Linked DNA regions of Mus musculus: all the other regions are linked to region 3. Evidence: chromatin contacts called from public promoter capture Hi-C data. All regions are on one chromosome and are shown on one strand. Each heading gives the region's core, a stretch centred on a gene start, on an enhancer-like site or on the middle of the called end of the contact. The rest is flanking DNA. Distances are from core to core; before and after follow the strand shown.

What was found. Promoter capture Hi-C pulls out the DNA fragments that hold promoters and counts their contacts. Capture Hi-C pulls out chosen DNA fragments and counts their contacts.
Region 1: a promoter capture Hi-C map of the HPC-7 cell line shows a contact between it and region 3. The contact joins the promoter of Cblc here to the promoter of Klc3 in region 3. A contact is called at or near these places in 15 of 39 promoter capture datasets (the C10 cell line, the HPC-7 cell line, HPC-7-derived erythroid cells and 10 more), 2 of 15 datasets of contacts at CTCF or cohesin (embryonic stem cells and large pre-B cells), 37 of 484 Hi-C or Micro-C datasets (the AtT-20 cell line, the Ba/F3 cell line, CD4 T cells and 17 more), 2 of 115 datasets of contacts at active chromatin or transcription factors (embryonic stem cells and stem cell-derived neural progenitor cells) and 3 of 9 other capture datasets (adipose tissue, embryonic stem cells and liver).
Region 2: a promoter capture Hi-C map of liver shows a contact between it and region 3. The contact joins the promoter of Bcl3 here to the promoter of Klc3 in region 3. A contact is called at or near these places in 8 of 39 promoter capture datasets (the C10 cell line, the HPC-7 cell line, HPC-7-derived erythroid cells and 5 more), 1 of 15 datasets of contacts at CTCF or cohesin (embryonic stem cells), 2 of 484 Hi-C or Micro-C datasets (both in embryonic stem cells), 3 of 115 datasets of contacts at active chromatin or transcription factors (embryonic stem cells, large pre-B cells and stem cell-derived neural progenitor cells) and 2 of 9 other capture datasets (adipose tissue and liver).

What each region holds. Positions count from the first base shown.
Region 1 is chr7:19,794,423-19,798,935 of GRCm38.p6, forward strand. Cblc (Casitas B-lineage lymphoma c) reads right to left here and starts at 2,387. Exons shown (of 12, transcript NM_023224.5): 1 at 2,011-2,387. The coding sequence starts at 2,360.
Region 2 is chr7:19,819,971-19,824,101 of GRCm38.p6, forward strand. Bcl3 (B cell leukemia/lymphoma 3) reads right to left here and starts at 2,785. Exons shown (of 9, transcript NM_033601.3): 1 at 2,467-2,785; 2 at 77-230. The coding sequence starts at 2,707.
Region 3 is chr7:19,402,725-19,406,853 of GRCm38.p6, forward strand. Klc3 (kinesin light chain 3) reads right to left here and starts at 1,380. Exons shown (of 13, transcript NM_001286039.1): 1 at 1,297-1,380. Gm38954 (a long non-coding RNA gene) reads left to right here and starts at 2,965. Exons shown (of 3, transcript XR_881873.2): 1 at 2,965-3,044.

The DNA.
Region 1 (4,513 bases), core at 1,137-3,636, 390 kb after region 3:
AAAAAAATTACTTTTATTTTTAATTCTGTGTACGTGTGCATGCATGTGTGTGTATCTCTGTGTGTGTGTGTAAATCGATATGTGCACATGAGTGTGGATTCCTGAGGAGGTCCGAAGAGGTGTCCGATCCCTTGGAGCTGGAGTTACAGGTGATTATGAGCCATCCATCCTGGGCGCTGGAATCTGGGTCCTCTGCTAGAGCAGAAAGCCCTCTGCCTCTAAGCCAGTGCTCCTCCGCCTTCCTAAGGCTGAGACCCTTCAATACAGTTCTGTATGTTCTGGTGACCCCAGCCATAAAACTATTTTCCTTGCTACTTCCTTTTTGCTACTGTTATGAGTCATAATGTAAACGCCCGTGCTTTCCCATGGTCTTAGGAGACCCTGTGAAAGGGTGGTTGGATGGCCAGGTTGAGAACCACTTCCCAAAGCCATCTCTCTAGCAGGTGCTTTAGCTGTGGCATATACACCAGACTGCAACAAGGCAGGCTGAAAGAAGTAACAAAAATTGTAACAATTGGGGCTAGAGTTGGTTCAGCTGTTAAAAACACTGGCAACCTGTCTTCTGACTCTGACCAGTGTATGCACACTAACAGTGAAAGCTAATTCCAAGTGATAAAAAAGAAATCTAGCCGGGCGTGGTGCCGCGCGCCTTTAATCCCAGCACTCCGGAGGTAGAGGCAGGTGGATTTCTGAGTTCGAGGCCAGCCTGGTCTGCAAAGCGAGTTCCAGGACAGCCAGGGATATACAGAGAAACCCTGTCTCGAAAAAACAAAACAAAAACAAAACAAAAAACAACAACAACAAAAGAAATCTGTAACTGAGCAGTGGTGGTACGGCCTTTACTCTCAGAGGCAGAGGCAGGTGGATCTATGTGGGTTCTGGGCTAGCCTGGTCTACAGAGGGAATTCCAGGATAGCTAGAGCTACACAGAGAAATGGGATCCAAAAACAACCAACCAATCTACCAACCAAACAAGAGAACCAGTTTATTACTCTGGGCTGATTGTGGTGCCAGAGCCCTTTGACCCCAGTACTCAGGAGGCAGAGGGAGGTGGATCTCTGTGAGTTTGAGGCCAGCCTGGTCTACAGATCGAGTTTAAAGGCCAGCTGGAACTACATAAGAAAGAAAAAAAGAAAGGAAGAAAGAAAGGAAGAAAGAAAGAAAAAAGAGATATGTATTTTCATTATATATACACACACACATACATACATATATATACACATATATATGCACATGTGTGTCTCTATATATTATACTATATATATATATGTGATATATATATTTATTTATTCAGGCAAGTCACAACAAGGCTAGGGAGCCAGACCCAAATCACCAGTTTAGACCTTGCTCTGGGTTCCAGCTCCAGTTCTATGCAGTTGTCCCACAAGCCAGAGGGCAGGCACGTCTAAGATCCTTGGAACAGACATCTTTGCTGGAACCCAGACAGGTGGAAGTGGAGGTGGGAGTGGGGGCTGGCCTGTTTCTCAGGCTGGACAGGTGGGTCCAACTCATCCTGCCTCCCCAACAGGAAGTTTGCTCTTTTATTTTTTGTTGTTGTTCCGAGACAGGGTTTCTCTGTGTAGCCCTGGCTGTCCTGGAACTCTTTGTAGACCAGGCTGGCCTCGAACTCAGAAATTCGTCTGCCTCTGTCTCCCAGTGGGATTGAAGGCGTGCGCCACCACTGCCCAGCTGAAGTTTGCTCTTCTAGGAGAGACACACGCCTGCACCCCAGGTTCAAGCTGATCTACAAAAGGAAGAAAGGGGGCCTGGAGGCAAGGGTGCTTAAAGGGGGGAATAATGGGGAGGAAGGCTGGACCTGTACTCCTGGGTCTGATGGAATAAAGGGTCTTGACTTTTGGGTCTGATTGAGGAGAGTTGAAGCTTGTACTTCTGGGTCTGAAGGAGGAGGGTGGAACCTGGACCCCTGGGTCTGAGGGAACAGGCGGCTGGTGGCACACAATCCGGAAATCACTAGTTTGTGACTTGTCTCTGAGGTAGGTTAGCGCTCACCTGAATCTGGAGCCCTCCCGGAAAACATCCTGGTTCACGTCCTTTTTGCCTCGGGGTGGCAGGAGCTCCGCCACCTGCCTGCCTTTGACCTCCAGATTGGCCAGGTAGATGGCCAGAAAGTCATCGGCGCCACCGGGACCCTCGGGGTCTTCCCTGGCCTCGCGCCGGGCCTTTGCCACCTCTCCAAGTAGCTGCGCGGTGCGGGGCAGCAGGTCCCGCAGGGACGGGGGCCCCGTGACCATCCTGGGATCCCTGCATTGCTCTTCTAGGCGCTGGAGCAACTTCACCGCCCGGCTAAGCGCGCGTGGCTCGCCCCGCTGCCACCCTCGCGGGGCTGCCGCCGCAGCCATGGGTCCCTCGGGTGGCTTGGGACTGGGACGGAGGGGTGTGGCGGGGAAAGGCTCCAGGTAGGGGCGGGACCAAGAGGGAGCAGGGGGCAGGTCCTGGAGGACCAGGAGGGGACTGTAGGTAAAAGGGGCCGGCCTGGAGAGTCTGAGGGAGGACGGCTGAAGCTGGACGCCTGTAGAGTCTGAGGGAGGAGAGCTGGGACTAGACCCCTGGGTCTGAGAGAGGAGGGCTAGAGTCTGGATTTATTGGTGTTGAGAAAAGAGGTGGTTCCGCAAGTAGGGCTCTGGGACAAGGCACCCTTTCATGAATTGTGGCTGAAGCTGTCAGTCTTTCTTCATAGGGGAGTCAGAGAGCTGAGTCTTCTAAGAACAGAAAGTCAAGTAGTTACTCTATGTCCCCGAGGTAAGGTACTAGAACCACCGGAGTTCGGGCTCCCGTGGCAGGTAAGGGAAATTTAGTTACAGTTTAAGTACCCAGATTTTCAAAAGAGGTGAAAGGGGTGTGGCGGAAAGTGGCGTTCAGGAATGCACAGGGCTGCAGGAAGTGGCTGCCGGGCAGGTTTGCACCCCAACCTGCCAGACCTGTAGGTCCGCCCTGATTATGCTTCAGACAGCCACCAGAGGGCGCCGTGGACACGGTTCTCTCTGCCCCAGGGCACCCAGGGCATCCAGCAAGCCAGCCACCACCCCAGCTAGGCCCGGTACTGACTCCTCAGCCTGCCTGCTCTCTCACTCTCTCCTTCTCCCTTCCTCTCCCTTCCTCTCCCTCCCTGTTTGGCAAAAACTCCAGATCCAGGAGATCTGAAGCCTCTGTCCTCTGAAGACACCCTGGGTAAGCACACACACACACACACACACACACACACACACACACACACACACTTTGTTGTTCTAGCTTTGTTTTTTTAGACAGTATCTCACCATACAACCCTGGGCGTCCTGGAACTCTCTCTGTAGACCAGGCTGGCATCAAGCTCACAGAGATCTGTCTGCCTCTGCCTCCCAAATGCTTGGACTAAAGGCACGGGGCATGCCTGGTACAATATCTTTTATTATTAAAAAAAAAAAATCCCAGCACGATGGAGTCAGAGGGAGACTAATTTCTGATTTAGAGCCAGCCTGGTCTACACATTGAGAGTTCCAGGTAAGCCAGAGTTACACAGAGAAATCCTGTCTCCAAAACAAACAAACAAACAAACATAAAAAATTGAAGTTGAATGTGTTTTCAGATAATTTTAAACCTAATTATTCAGGAAGAAGAGAACAAAGATGTTGAATTATGGTCCAGCCTGGGCTACAAAGCAAGGTTCTGTTTCTAACAACCGAACGGGGTTGGGAATTTGGCTCATTGGGTGAAAGTGCTCCTCACCAATCCTGACAGCCTGAATTTGGTTCTCAGAACCCACAGAGTGGCAGGAGAGAAGGGAGTAATATGAGCTGTCCTCTGACCTCCACATGTGTCCACAGTCATGCACGCACGTAAATAAACAGACATAAACCCAAAGAAAAACAAACTTCTCCCAAACCACCCAATCCATCCCCAACACACACACACACACACACACACACACACACACACACACACACACAAACAAAACCTAACAGAAGGCCCATCTTTGGGATCTTTGGGGCTGGGTTGGGATGTAGCTCAGTTGGTGAATGTTTGTCCAGAACATAAAAAGCCCTGGGTTCCACCCCCAGAATCACAGACATGAATTATAGTGACCTGTGCCTGTTAACTTGGGAAGAGGAGGCAGGGAAATTACCAGTTCAAAGTCTACTTCATCTACATATCAAGTTCGTAGATTTGGTTTGGGCTATGTGATCACCTGCCTCATTCCTTCCCCAATAAAATGACCAAAATTAAAATACTATGTATGGTATGATTCTATTCCTATGAAATATACAGAATAGGTGACTTTAAAAATTAAAATATAGTCAGGCAGTGGTGGCGCACGCCTTTAATCCCAGCACTTGGGAGGCAGAGATAAGCAGATTTCTGAGTTCGAGGCGAGTCTGGTCTACAGAGTGAGTTCCAGGACAGCCAGGGCTACGCAGAGAAACCCTGTCTCAAACAACAAAAACAAAAACAAAAACAAAAACAAAAACAAAAACAAAAAAACCCAACAACAAAAAACACCAACCAACCAAAAAAA
Region 2 (4,131 bases), core at 1,535-4,034, 420 kb after region 3:
TGGCAGTGGCAGTGGTGGCAGAGCCTGATATCCCCTGTCCTGGAGGTCTGAGCTCCTCCCAGACCCTGTCACTTACGTGTCTCCATCCTCATCCACCCGAGTGGCCATGGCAATATCAGCTGAAAGGGGGTGTTCCATGGGGCATATCATGGAGTAGGGGTGAGTAGGCAGGTTCAGCAGCGGAAAGTGGGGGGCCATCGTCGGGGTAGAGTAAATGGGCATCAAAGGTCCTGGTAGAGCAAGACAAGAGGAGACCTGGGTGAAGCCAAACCCACAGGCCTTCGTCCAGGGGGGTCTCTCTCTTCAGGTCTTAGCATCCTCCCAGATTCCCCATTCTCAATCTTATGTAGCCCAGGCTGACCTTGAACATCAAATACAGCTGAGGATAACCTAGAACCCTTGATTCCTCCTGCCTGAATCTCCTCAGTGCTGTCCTGTATCACTTCACCTACTATTAGATTTTTTTTCTTTAAAAAATAGAGATTTATTTTCAAAGTTTCTATGTATGTGTGTGTGTGTCTGTGTATGTTTTGTGTACCACATTTGTGCGTGTGCCCACAGAGGCCATTAGAGGGCGCCAGATCCTCTTAAACTGGAGTTAACAAGCAGTGGTAAGTCCTCACAACATGGGTTCTGGGATCTGAACTCAAGCCCACTGTAAAAACAGTGAATACTTTTAATGGCTGAGCCATATTCCCTGTCCCAACCCCCCCCCCCCCCACTTTTTAAAGATCTATTTTTAGTCACTACTTTTTAAGGCTGTATTCACTTTTTTAATGCATATGAATGTTTTGCCTGAGTGTGTACCACATGCCTGCCTGACCCTCTCAGAGGCCAGAAGAGGGCATTGCATTCTCAGAACTGTGAGCTGAAAGATGTGGATGCTGGAAACAAGCTCTAGTCCTCTGCAAGAGCTCCAGAGGCTTTTAACCACTAAACCACCTCTTTGGCCCCCATCCCTTCTTTGAAACGTTGTGTCACTATGGAGCCCAGACTGGCCTCAAACTCAAAAAGATCCTCCTGCCTCAGCTTCCCAAATGCTAGGATTACAGGCATGCAGCACCATGTTGACTACCCCAGGTTCTGTTAGCTTCTCAGACTTGGCCCTCAACACCCAAGATAATGTTCTTGTTCGTGCCCCTCCTCCCTGCTCCTGCACCCTCCATCCCTCACCTCTAACCTCCATCCCTCACCTCTAGCCCCCACCCCTCACCTCTAACCCCCACCCCTCACCTCTAGTCCCCACCCCTCACCTCTAACCCCCACCCCTCACCTCTAGCCCCCATCCCTCACCTCTAGCCCCCATCCCTTACCCTAACCTTCATTCCTTATTCCTATTCCTTCCTACATCACATCTCTTCTCTCACAAATGTCTGACCTCCATCTACAGAAAGGACCCTTAAGGGCAGAGAGAGCCCTGTCACCACCCAGCAGGGGACTTCAGTTATAAGATTACACTGTGAGTAATTAGCTGAAGGAATAAATGACAAGCTAATATCTGGGTGTAGGGGATCTGGGGAGTTGGGGCTGTCAGAAAACTTGTCCTTTAGAACCCTTTTGGATGACAACGTTGGGAAGGGTCATTGCACAGATGGGGAAATGGAGGGCAGGGTTCTCATCAGATGGAGAAGGTCTCTTGTTACATAGTGTCCTCCTGCTGGAGCATGATAGGTAGTAGCTGAAGAACCTGGAGGGCCCAGAGACCTCAGCAGCGCTGGGGTATTTAGCAGATAGTAATGTGCCTACTGCAGGTGGATGTCCCTTCCTGGATATAAAAGTTGAAGAGAAAGGTATCCGGTTTCTTGCTGTCTGACCAGCTCTGGGGTTCCCTTTCTAAAGTCCCCCCTTCCCAGGTCCCCGAATCCCTCTCCTTGGACCGAAGCCCTTCAGTTTCTAAATTCCTTGTGTTCCCTCTCTTAGAACCCTCAGTCCCCAAGCCTGCCCCTAGGGCCACCTGACCCAGGGACACTTGTGAGTGCTCACAACTAGCCTGCAGAATGCAGTCACTATCGCCCTAAGACCTCGGTTCCCAGGATTTTAACCTACCGTATCAGCCTCCTTGGATCCTGGGTCCATTTCTATTCATCTCCCCATATCTGCTTACCAGAACCCCAGTTTCCAAGGTCCGAGTGACGATTATTCATAGTTCTGAACATCTGGTCTCTCCCAACCAGATATTCTGCGTCTCTGGAGTGTCTTGGGATCCCATATCTGCGACACTGGACGCTGTCTTCTGACCCCCATTCCCCAAGGCCATTTGACCCTTGGGCACCTGCCTGGGTGAACTTCTTGGCACGCCCATGGCTGAGCTCCAGGGCCTCTCAACCTCTTTCCTAGCTGTCTTTGGGTCATCAACTTGCACCCTGGAGTCCCAGCTACCAGGAACCCCAACTATTTGTGTCCTGTGTTCTGCTGACCTTAGGTGGCCCCCACCCGGCCCTGACTTTCATGGGGGAGGCCACTCACCCTGGTAGTAAAGGGCCTCCGGCCTGGCCACACAGTGGGGGGGCCCAGGGACAACCGGGACGTCGCAGCCGCTGCGCAGGGCGTCCAGGGGTCCAGCGGGGCTGCGCGTGGTTGCGGGCTCTGGGGACGCGGGGCGCAGCGGGCGTTTGCGGAGTGGCAGCGCGGCGCCCGGGGTGCCCTTGGGCCGGGTGCGCAGGTCCACGGGCCCCTCGTCCATGGCCCCCGCGGGGCATCGGGGCATCGGGCCGCCCGGAGACGCCGGGGCGTGCGGCGAGCTCGGCACGGGAAGGCGGTCTCGCCGGGCAGCGGGACTTCCCCTGCCGCCGACTGAACTGAAGGGACTTTTGTCAGTCGGGGCGGCGCCCGCCTCCCGCCTCCCCGCCCCCGGGCCCCCGGGGCCACCCGTCCGCCCCAGGGGTTTCCTGGACCCGCGTCTCGGAGGCGGAGCTCCTGGTCCCCACCCGCCACTCTGCTCATTGTGCCTCTGGCCGGGAGCTCTGTCTGGGTCTGAGTCCTTGAGATTCTCACATCTTCTGTCTGTCTCTCGCTTTGTTAGACTGGAGCTCCTGTAGCCCAGGCTAGTCTCGAACTCACTATGTAGTAGAGGGTGGTCTTGAACTTCTGTTCCTCCTGTTTCAACCTCCTGAGTGCTGAAATGACACTTGCACTACTGTGCCTTGATCTATTTGTCTGTCTGTCTATCTATCTATCTATCTATCTATCTATCTATCTATCTATCTATCTATCTATCTATCTTTCCAGCCAGCCAGCCTGCCTTCCTTCCTTCCTTCCTTTCTTTTTTTCTTGGACCATGGATCGAAGGCTAGCCTTAAATTTGCTGTGTAGCGGAAGATGACCTTGAACTCCTGATCCTCCCTCCTCTACCTCCCATCTCGCCTGGGACACCATAACCGGCAAACGTTTCTGTTGGCTGGTGGGGGGGGGGGGAGGCTCCTGCGTGCTAGGGATCCATACTTCTAAGCCCCTCCCCCAAATCCCCCATCTCTGAATCTCTTGGCTGTGTCTGGCGATCGCTTCTACTTTTGTGAGCACCTTCCCCTCCCACTGGTCCCATCTTTCCTTTAGTATTTCTGACTCTTTCAGCCATCTCCCTTAGTGCCAACTCTGAAGTCCTTAGAGGCCACAGGGTTGCTAGGGCATGGGTCTGAATCCTGAGTCCTACTTCCTCTTGGGTGACCTTGGCCATGCACTTCTCCCTCTGAGCCGTTTCCTTTTTGCAATGCTGGAGCCTAGGAGCTTGTGCACTTGAGCGATCTCCCAGCCCTCTTTGCGTTCCGTTTTAAGACTAAGCTGTTCGGACTGGCTTTGCCTTTGTTCTGTAGCCCAGGATGGCTTAGAACCTGAATCTTCCTGTCTGAGGTGGGATGCAGGTCTGCACCATCAGGGTGAGCCCAGACTCACTCTTTGTGCGAGAGAAAAGCCCAGCCCAAGGCAGAGACTGGTTCTTGGCAGAAAGTAGCCACCCTCTGCCTTCCTCATGCCTCCTAACTCGCAGGGCACAGGATAGCTAGGGGTGCAGGAGAGCTCTGAATGTGTCTCCTTGCCAGGTCCCTGCACCCAGCCAGAGGCCTCAAAGAACGAAACGCCAATGAATCCCAGATGCAGAGAGAGAGAGGAGATTTGGAGACAGATCCTGAGAGATGC
Region 3 (4,129 bases), core at 130-2,629:
AGCTGTCCCCGGCACTCACAGGAGCCCCAAGAGAGCTTCACTAGTCCACAGCAGGCTTGCCCCACACTCACGTGTGTGCACGTATACACACACACACACCTAAGTAAACCTCAGCTTGCAGACACAGTCACCCACATACCCACACACAGCCAACAGTTAGTCAGTGACAGTCACATATCACTGACACAATTCCACACACTCCACCCCCACTGCCACGCAACACCTAGATCCAACCCCATTCCCTGCCACACATGGCCATCTGTGTGAATCAACCACAAGTATACAGTTGACCCAGTATCTCAGTCACACATGCTCAGTGCTATGCACAGTCCGCATGTAACACACACACACACACACACACAGGAGACAGACAAGATCATCCACATTCACTCTGTCCCCATCACTGAGTAACATGGTAGCTCATTTCTTTTACACTCTTACCCACAATGTGACTCTTTCTTACTTTTAAAATATATATAATTTTATATATACATATGTATGTGTATATATATGTTGATACAGATTTTCTCTAATATATATACATATGTATGAATATGTATACATTGACACAGAATTTCTCTGTGTAGCCCTGGCTGTCTTCAGAGATCCGCCTGTCTCTGCCTCCCGAGTGCTGGGATTATAGGTGTGCATCATGATGCCTGGTCCCTAGTCAACTTTTTTCCCTTTATGTACTTATTGTGTGTGCAGAGGCACATGGATTGCCAAGAGAACAACTTGCAACTTAAGGGAGGAGTCCTTTCTCTCCTCCCACCTTTCGGATCCTGTGGATCAAACTTGAGAAATAGACAGTTTGGCATCAACACCTTTACTCTCCTTGCTGGCCCACGTTCCTTTTCTTTTTCTCCCTCCCTTTGGCATCTGTACCCACATCCGCCCTCCTTCTGTCTCTCTCCCTTGAGTACGAAGCCCAGGCTCGCTCGCCTCCAACTCCGCTCCTCCCGCCTCAGTTTCCACAGTGCGCCCTGCCTTACTCTCCCTCTCTTTGCACACCTCGCGCAGGCTCCCTTACCATGCATGTCTTGCACCCTCAGGCTGCAGCGGGGGACCCTCCGACAGCCGGCCAGCCCCTCCCCGCGGCCGCGGAGACCCTGCACCGGACTTCGCGTCACAAGGCCCCGCCCCGCCCGCAGCTGTTTTTCTACTCCGCTAGGGGCCGGGCGGGGCTCCGCGGGGACCCCGAGGCTCATCCCGGCCACCAGGTCCCTGGCTCCCTCCCTCCATCCCTGCGGCCCCCTCGGGAATCCCGAAGCAGCCGCCGCCGTCCCCCGTGCCCACCTGACGGCCGCCCGCCCGAGCCGCCTCGCTGCGCGGAGACCGGGCTGCTCCCGCTGCGCGGCCGCCGCCTTCCCGGAGGCTCCTGAGGGAGGTGGGGCAGGGCAAAGCCACGCCCCCGCAGGTGCGCAGGCCGCGCCCTCCGCCAGCACACATTGAGAAACCTGTGGTCTAGAGGCGGGGCGGGGCCGATGGAGGCAACGCACGCCCCCGCAGGCGCCCAGGCCACGCCCTCTGCCGCAGCATTCGGTGAAACCTGCGTTCCGAGAACTTCTGAAAACTTTATCTGGGGGCCTTCGAGAAGGCTCAGACAGTAAGGGTGCATGCTGCCAATCCTGAGGAGCTGAGTTCGATCCCTGAGACCTTCAGGGTGGACAGAGACGGACTCCCACATGTTGTTTTCTGACTTCTACATGTGTCCAGTCATACATACACAAATATGGAATAAACAGATGGCTCATCAGGTAAGAGTGCTGGCTGCTTTTGCAGAGGACCCAGGTTCGATTTCCAGAACCCACATGTCGGCTCAAAATCATCTGTAATTCCAGTTCCAGGGAGATCCAGCACTTTCTTCCAGGGCCTCCACAGACACACATAAAATAAAGATAAAAATCTCCAAAAAATATTGTTTTAATAATTACAACCTGAAGACCTTGCACAACTATTCCTGGCTGAGAAGATGGTAAGGGCGCTAGCTGCCAAGCTTGACAGCCTGAGTTTCATCTCCAAGAACCATGAAAACTGACTCCTGGGAATTATTCCGGAGTTGGTCAAGGAGAGCCTGGATGGATTCACATGCATGGATGGAACGTGGGCACCCACACACGTGCATTTGTGTATACATACGGACACATAAGTAAGAGGGGTTTTCTTTATTTTAAAGATTTATATTACTGTGCATTGGTGTTCTGCCTGTAGATCTGGGTGAGGGCATCAGATCCTCTGGAACTGGAGTTACAGACAATTGTGAGCCACCATGTGGGTGCTGGGAATTGAACTTGGGTCTTCTGGAAGACCTGAATTGATTAACATGAGCTAACAGTAGTGTGTGCACTGCTGGGAGTGGTACCCAGAGCCCTGTGAATACAAGGAAAAAGCATCTACTATTTAGCTCTCCCTGCCATATATATATTTATAGATATAGATATAGATGTGTGTGTGTGTGTTGATTTTATTAATTCTCTCTGCCCTCCTTTTCTGAGGCAGGGTCTCACTTAATTCTGAAAATACAGCCACTGTACCCTAGTTACCTTTATTTTATTGAGGGGGGATAGAGTCTCCCTATAAAGCTCAGCTGGGCTCAAACTTACAGTCCTGCCTCAGCCTCCTGAATAGCTCCCATGCTGCAGTATCTAAGAATCTCTTAATGTAGGCTCCTGGGTCTTTAATATTCTACAACGCGTGCCCTGTGTCTCTCTGGTCGTCTTCAAGGTCAAGACTGTAGAGTGGCATGATGCAGATGCGCAAAAAGTATTTACAGGATGAACGAAGCAAATTCTAGAAGTTATGAAAGGTCCCTGCAGTGCACGAAACCGCCACCAGATGGCACTGCGGGTCCACGGAGCCGCCTCGGTGTGCTCGCCCTCCAGAGCCTAGATGTCCTCCTCCAGGAAGCTCTCAGTGGCCACTTCTGTGACACCACCCCCGCCCCCCTTCCCAGCCCCAGGCTCGCAGCCTCGTGGCCTCGGGTGTCGTCATCCCTGCACACTCCAGGTCGCCACACTAGAGACAGGTGCCCGCCAAATTGAACTGTGAGTGCATGGCAGCGTCCTGGAACCTGAGTATGAGTTGAAGCCTAGACATAAATCGTGTTGTAACGGTTCTAGTTATTTCTAGAATAAAGAGGAATGGAGAGGGCAGCTAAGTTCTGTGCCACCGCTCTGGTCTTAGGACACTAACAACAGATCTGCTGCACGTTCATCATGAAGCAGACAGGGGCTGGTCAGGTGCAGATCCCAGCTCTGTCATTTGCTGGCTGTGTGCTGTCCTCCGGTTCCTTCTGTACAGAACCAGATTCAGGGAACCTACTTCCGGAGATCGTTGTCCGCAGTTCCTCCAAAGGTTTTTGGGTGGGTGAGACGGCTCAGCATCTAAAGGCTCTCGCTGCCAAGCCTGAAAACTTGAGTTCAAGTCCTGCGGCCATCTGGTGGAAGGAGTGGCCTTACTAAGCACTTCCTCCGCTGTGGCCTGTGTCCTGCAGAAGGAGAATGGCTCCGCAGGCGCCGGTGAGAACCAGATACGCTGGAGAGTCCCCAACCCCCATCTCTTTGGCCCCATAGGTTCATACTTAACCTGCCGTCTTCTTCCTCATGTGACAGGAGAAACAGATTAGGAGCAAACCTCTAGGAAGGCAGCCGTTGTTCCAGCACACTGTACACCCCAAAGCAGGGCTGGGTTTCGGGGTGCCCAGTAACAGGGTAACAGGGCCTGAACCAAATCCTCCATGCAAATGACTTCCATTCATGCTCCCACCATGTGCATTAATTAGCTCCATTGTATGGATGGGGACTATGGAGCCCAGAGAGGTTAGTGGTTTCTTTGAGGTCACACAGCCTAGGAATGGAAGAACCCTTAAGCCATACAGTCATACCCATAGACTCCTACACCAGGCCCATGTGAAGATGAGGAATGATGCTCTGAGAGATGAAGTTATTTGTGGAGACCTCAGATAAGAACGTTGCAAATGCCTGTAATCCCAGCACCTGGGAGGCTGAGCTAGGACGATTGTCTAGGAGCTCCAAGATAGCCTGGGCTACCTGATAGGAAGCCCTCAAAACAGCCAATAAGCAAAATACTGCATGGAGGATCCTGCCTATGGTGTGGCATTGCTCCATAA